Regions from separate parts of the Sus scrofa genome. Here region 1 is linked to region 2. Evidence: chromatin contacts called from public targeted proximity ligation data. All regions are on one chromosome and are shown on one strand. The core of a region is the stretch at or near the end of the contact, and the rest is flanking DNA. Distances in the headings are between cores, read along the strand shown.

Region 1 (3,605 bases), core at 5-2,504, 210 kb before region 2:
AACCTCTCATTCCTTCATCTGCTCTAGGATGATAATACGAAGAGCTACATCAGTCTGTCATAGTGAGGAAGGAATGAGATAATGCATGTAGAGTGCTTGGTAAACAATAAGAGCTGCTAACATGTTTGAGGGTGCTGTGCACCTGGTACTGTTCCATGAACTTCACACGTCTTAATGGAATCCTCACCAACTCTTTGAAGTAGGTTACTGTTATTATATCCATTAAAATGGGGTAACAGATAAGGAAAACGGGGCTCAGAGATATTAAGCAACCCGCCTCTGGCTGAACTGTTACTATGCAATGGAGCTGGTGGTCACACCCATGCAGTCGGATTCCAAGCCTACCCTCTTATCTTAGCAATAACATTATAATGTGGGAAACTTCCATGTGCATCTTCAGCTTCAAGGCTTCCTTCCTCCTTAACCTAGTATTTCCTCAGTTGCTATGATCTGTGGAGTCTAATAATGTCTTATATATGTGCTCTTATTTTTATCCTCTCAAACTTATTGTGCTGGTTTTAAAACAAGACCTGAATTTTTTGATATTTTTACTGAGAGGAGTCTGTGTCCCCTCCTCTTGAATCTAAGTGGGCTTGTGACTGCTTAGACCAATAGACCAAGGCTGAAATGATGACATCAGATTTCCAAGGCTAGGTCACAAATGGCCATAGTCCACTGAGCCACCCTGTAAACAGTTTGACTTCCCTGAGGCTGCCATGCAGGGAAGGCCCCTCGCAGGTATTCCTACCCTTCCTGGGCTGAGCCCAGCCTTCCAGTTTTCTCTTACAAGGTGCCAGATAGATGAGTGAAAAACATCTTGGGAGGGGCTCCTGCCACTCCAGCTTTCCCAGTCCCTGCCATCCAAGTCATCCCCATCTTTCCAGAGGAGGTCTCAGATTGGGGAGCAGAGATGTGCCATGCCCACTGTGTATAATAAAATGATCATTATCACTGGCCACTAAGTTTGGGGTCATTTACTGCACTGCAGTAGATAATTGGAACACTCATTATGTTCCAAATCAGACTCATCCCTGCCTGCCAAGTTCCCCATCCCTTATTTCTGCCTTTCAGTTAATGGCATCATAGGTTACCCAATGGGCTAGAGACTTTCACATTCCATCTCCGGTTAGTCACTGAGTTTTTTTTCATCCATCTGTTTCCTGTTTCCTATTTCCACTGCCTCTGCTTTACTGAGCTCAGGACTCATCATCCACTAATCCACAGGCAATGGTCCCCAACTGACCTGCCTGCCTGTAGCTTCTCGTACCCTGGGCATTCTCTGTACTTCGGCTGGATTTGCTCTTTGCAGACCCCTCTGAGTCTGATGAGTCTCAGCTGGAAACCTACAAGCTCCCCACTGCTGCCAGAAGGACTTATAAGAACGTCACAGCCAGGCAGCCTCCCTCTAACCAACCATGCCCCTGCCCAATGCCCTGTGCTCACACCTGGAGCTACTCACTCTTTCCAGGATATCCAGGTGTGTTCATGCTTCTGTGCCTGTACCCCATATTGTTCCTTCTGCCCAGACTGCCCATGCCTTCACACCTCCCCCACGTTTGTAACATTTTTTTTTAATCCCGCCAAGGCCTAGCTCAGATATCACCCTCTTTAAGCACCCCCTTCACCTACTCCCGGCAGAACAAACTGTTCCTTCCTGTACATCCCAGTTTCCAGTTTGCGTGTCACTTTGGAACAGGTACTTGATGTTTATTTGTCTCTACACTCTGCACCTCCAGGGCCTGCTGTGTCGCCTGCCTGGCATACAATATGTGCTCTATCAGTGCTTCTAGGATTTCCACTGCTGCCGCCCCTATTCAGAAACTAATCTCCACCTTAGTAGAATTTGTCTTCTTAAAATACAGCCCCCAACAGGCCACCTTTCTCTCAAAAATGTAGGTGGCTCTCCACTGAATGAAAACAGAACTCCTTAGCATGGCATCTATGGCCTACACGGATGTCTGTGGGCTAAAGGAGACTTAGTATAATGGCTGAGTAGTTAAAGTTACCCATTAAGTTGGGTGGGTGTTGCCCACCTCTGCTTCTGACCTTCTCTCCCCTTGTCTGTACCCACATATTCTCCAGAATGGCACGTCCTCAGTTTTTTAGTTTCTACTCATATATTTATCTTCCTGATAGTCTCTTTCTCTTGGACAATGTCTATCCTTCATCCTTCCATTCCTGCCATCAAGTCTCCATATCAAGTCTCAGGAGTGCCCAAGAGGATGTCAGACAGCAAGTTCACTTTATTGCCCACTGCCAAGGCAATGGCTTATAGACACTTGACATCAGAAGTATCAGGTTAAAATGGATGGACCTAGAGATTATGATACTGAGGTAAGCCAGACAGAGAAAGACAAATATCATATGATATCACTTATGTGTGGAATCTAAAAAAAATTATATAAATGAACTTATTTATAAAACAGAAATAAACTTAGAGACATAGAAAACAAACTTACGGTTACTAAAGGGGAAAGGAAAAAGGGATACATTAGGATTAAAATATACACACTATTATATATAAAATAGATAACCAACAAGGACCTACTCTATAGCACAGGGAACTCTATTTTGTAATAACCTATAAAGGAAGAGAATGTAAAATATATGTATTTATACACATATATGTATAATTGAACCACTTTGCTATATACCTATCATTTGCTATATACCTGAAACTAGCATAACATTGTGAATCAACTATATTTCAATAAAAAATTTGTTTTACATATTGGCTCTTTTGCTTCTTCTCCAATTATCTCACCTTGCATTTTACTATGCAACATGCCTCTTGCCGTGCTCTTTTCTTATACTCTCCATAGTAACTGGTTTTATAGTTCTGTCTGAGCATTTCTTGCTCCACACTGTTTAATTCTTACAGATGGGATCTTAAAATGCTGAAAATGAACATCTTTTCTTTTTTTTTTCTTCTCATTCTATTATGAGATGTTTCAAGCAATTATATACCCATGTACTGGGAGTCCTATTTAAATAAAACAAGGTATTTTAAGTAATTAAGTTTGCATTATCTGGTTAAGAAATGATCTTTAATAATTGCTGGGACATTCACAGTTCCTTTGGTCATTAATGGAATGGCAAGTAAAAAGAAAAACCATCTCATGGCAAAAGGAGCATAAGGATTTTAATATTTTAAGTAAAGAAAAAAACAATGCTTAGAGAACCAATAGATATGCCCTAAATTTCTCAGAGAATAACTAACTTCTCCCAAAATAACAGCATTGTTTGTTTCCATTTAAGGAACTTAAATATCAACCAGTTACCCATTTTTGTCCCTTTAGAGGAATGTCATACACATTATCCAAAACACATGTTAGAGAAAACTGGGATAAGCCTGGCCTTGAAAATAATGGTAACTTTTCAAACACAGAGCACTTGACAGATTTCTAATACCCTTTCTTTTCTTTTCAAATGCGAATAAAGACAGGATAAACCAATGCTAAACTGTGGCTCCAGAACAAATGATAAAACACACGTGTCAAGACACCCTTTCCATTCCCTGCTCGCCTCCCTCCCTTGCATGTTTGTAGTGCAGGGAAGGTTCAGTGCAGCTTTCTACCCTTCATTTTCTTCCCTGATCTGTAAAA
Region 2 (3,566 bases), core at 97-2,596:
CTAACCCTTTGTATGAGAGGGAAGAAATTTCTTGCTGTCCCATGAGCTTTGCTGCTCCATGCCCTCTGTGTGTCCTGTGTGCTCCCCCAGCACTTGCCTTTTGGAGGAATAATGGCTGTGACACATTTAGAAATGGTACCAGCCAAGTATTATGTGATTGAGCAGGGCAGCAAAGAACCCCACTGTGGCCTTCTGCATCCTCCTGCCTCTTCAACAGAGGTGGGAGAAAATGAAATGAATGCGAGTGAAGGATGCTCGGCTGGTAGTTTATGCTTAGGAGCCCAGATGTTTTAAGGATGATGCAATTCCTCTGTTCACGAGTTGTTGACCGTGCTTAAGAGGAGCTAAGTTTTATTACTGTTGAGTTTTACTCTTCTTCCTCTGGCCGGGGTCCTGCGCCCCTTCTGACACATACCTGCTGTTGTCCAGGCTGTGGTTGGTAGTAAAGCGACCTCTCCTCTGCTTGCAGATGAGCGCGAAGCCGTGCAAAAGAAGACCTTTACCAAGTGGGTCAACTCCCACCTCGCCCGAGTGTCCTGCCGGATCACAGACCTGTACACCGACCTTCGAGATGGACGGATGCTCATCAAGCTGCTGGAGGTCCTCTCTGGAGAGAGACTGGTGAGGATGTGAAGTCTCCTGCACTGTGGGTGGGAAAATGTTCTTGCAAAATCAAGTGTGAGCTTGTCTCCTGGTGAGGTCTGCAAATAATGGTTGATGTTTTTGAGGAGGAGATGCTTGATAAGAGTGACGAGCATGTTGGGGGAAAGCTCCAGTGTGACATTCTGAATCTGGGTAGTTTTCTTGACCTGTAATGAAGCGGCCTCATTCTGTTTTTTTGCAAGGTTCCTACCTCTGATCAGAAAGCCCTTGGCTGACGTCCCCTGTTAAACAGGGCATGGTGCTGGACGTGTAAAGGCCAGGCTTGGGCGCTGGGTCTGGGGTGAATCTTTATCCCTCGAGATCACAGAATAATTTTAAATGCGTCTTACTGGTCCTCTGGAAAATCTGAGCTGCCATTTCCAGGTGGCAGGAATTGAATTCAGTGGTCTTTGGCATGTTTTGCTCTCTTCCGTGCACACTTTTTATTTTGAGGTGGAGGGAGAGGCTGGTGTTTTGTCTCCTTGGAAACTCAGAGCTTCTGATGAATTCACTGAGCCTTTTGGGCAGGGCCGTTGTCAGCCTGCATTGAAAATGTTCTCCCCATTCTGTTTCCTGCCGCTACCATGGCCATCCCTGATGGCACTTTTGTTTATGAACCTTCAACTGAGGAATCTTAAACCAGTCAATGTAACTGACCCAGCAGGTTTTGTCTCGCCTTTGTGTGAAGACGGGTGCTGCCGTCTGCCTGAGCACAGGCAGTTCCACAGGTGATGGTGGGGCCCAGCCAAAGGCTGACGCCCAGGGATCGAGCCCCACATCTGCAGTGACATCACCAGGAAAATATGATGCTGGTGGTTGGCAGGGCTGCCAGAAAGCCTTGTTTTTTAACTTGATCTCCACCCTGGAACTTGTCAGCTGCAGTAGGTTTGTACGCAGACCGACCCTCACACCTCTGACCATGGGCAGGGGGCTGTGGTTGTACCCTGCCAGTCATTAGCCCCGGGGCAGATTGGCCCCTGAGCCTGGGGAAAACTGTTTTCTCTCTCTGTGCCCCTCCATCAAGAAGGGGATCCTCTAAAAGAGAGCAAATCCCTGCCTCATCCTCAGGGAGTGTGGTCCACGCTCTTTGTCTCCTGAGTGTGCAGGTCTCCTTATGTTTTCTTTGAGAGGTTGTGCGTCAGGCTGCACAAACCGAGATGGCTGCCTTGAAGTTGGTTTGTCAGGTGGGAGTGGGGGCTTCGGGCCCACACGGGGAGGGCCTGTTGTTGATTGCATTTGTTTTTTGTTTTGATGTGAATCTAGGCCAGAATTACTGTGATATACACCTTTAAATAGAATTTTTGTAACTTTACTTTTTCAACCCTAATTCTCAACCTTTTTTTTTTTCTTCTTAATGTTTAACCTAGTATGATTGTCTATTGATTTTTTTTTTTTTTTTTTTTTTTTGGAATGTGTTTGGAAAGTAGCTGAAAAAATCTTTAAAGGTCATGTGGCTAGAAATCAGTTTGAACATTTATTTTTGTTCCAATAAGGTCCAGTTTTCAGGGATGTAAGGAGTTAAGTTGTTCACCCTGGAAGGTCCATAATTCTTTTGCACCAGCAAGATCGTGTCCTTGATAATGTCTACATAATAAATGGGATCAGGCCCATTGTCCCTTATTCTGAACAGGGCAACGAAAATATTAGGAGGGAGGAAAAAGCAACCAGCAAAGCATAATTCTTGGTTATTTATGGATACCTCCCACTCCTCTCTTTATTTGCTGCTAGCAGTAATTTTTTTTTTTTTTCCCCAGTCCCCCAGAGACCTGGGAGAGTAGGGCTTGAGAGCAGCATGAGAAGCTGCATCTCCATCCTCTCAGACAGTCGGGGACCTACCACTTTGTGAAACCCCAGTGCCTTGACTTCTTTTATTATCCGTTCCTCACAGCCAACTGTGATTATAGGTTGGGCAGTCTGATTCATCTTCTTCCCAAAGCAAGGATATCATAGATAGAGTGAGCTACAGCTCTTGCTCACTGGTACTGGAAATTTTCGGTTCCTGTGGCCCCGTAGTTTATTTGGTTCATGAAATTTCCGGAAAGGGACACAGACTCACTCTGCCAGGGGCTCACCTGAATCACCTTCAAGACCTTCCCCGAAGAAGAGGATATTCCCCCGCTCCCGCCCTCCAACCCAGGGCTTGCCCCAGAGAATTCTTGCATATTCAGATTCCAGAAGGAATGAGGCTGCTGGAGCTTCCAGGTCTGGGTAGATTAACATCCACACCTGAACATGTATCATCACATAACACACAGTCAGCGCTGGGCTCTCTGCACCAGTGATCCAAAACCCTGGTCTCAGAAACATTCACACTCCATGTGGAGCCATGTCTCCATGGGCATTTCGGCTCCAGCACTTACCACCAGCTTGGCATTAGGTAGCAGATAAATATTTAGAGGGGTGGAGAATCTCAGTTTATTTTATTAGTAGGTTCTTGGAGCCAGTTCATCCTTCTTTATAGAGGAGAATATTTTTCTGATTTTTACTGAGTAAAAGTTCAAAGAGACACAGTAGCTTAATGATCCAGGCAATTTCACCCTCACCCCACTCTGCATTCCAGCTTGATAAAATGTTGGCTAGTTTTGAGCAGGTTTGGGGTAGGCATTTGGGTTGTTCACACACTTGATTCTTATGTCCTGGAGAACGTCAGATGATGGGAATCCCCACTTCTGGTCCTGGCTTGGGCAGGATCTGTGTCCGAAAGTGTCGTTCTCTTTATCTCAAATATGTCAGCCCATGGAGCGGTGGGGACTCTGAGCTGGGCCTGGGAGCTGCTGGTAACCAGGATTGGGCTGACCATGGAGAAAACTTTTTTCCCAGTGTGTTGCTCTGAAATTACCAGGCACTGTACCTTCATAAATGTCTGGCTTTAAAAGTTCCATAGGGAATATAGCCCACCCTTGGAGTTTGCTTTTGTTCTAAAC

The links.
Region 1: a targeted proximity ligation map of skeletal muscle shows a contact between it and region 2, with 6 times the contacts expected there. A contact is called at or near these places in 2 of 47 Hi-C or Micro-C datasets (heart right ventricle and skeletal muscle) and 1 of 2 datasets of targeted methods (skeletal muscle).

What each region holds. Positions count from the first base shown.
Region 1 is chr3:86,864,925-86,868,529 of Sscrofa11.1, reverse strand. The region is part of intron 2 of LOC106508926 (protein transport protein sec31-like); the gene reads right to left. Among named protein-coding and RNA genes, the nearest start is that of C3H2orf73, 57 kb to the left of the region's middle.
Region 2 is chr3:86,652,766-86,656,331 of Sscrofa11.1, reverse strand. SPTBN1 (spectrin beta chain, non-erythrocytic 1) reads left to right here. Exons shown (of 36, transcript XM_021088218.1): 3 at 470-621. Among named protein-coding and RNA genes, the nearest start is that of EML6, 120 kb to the right of the region's middle.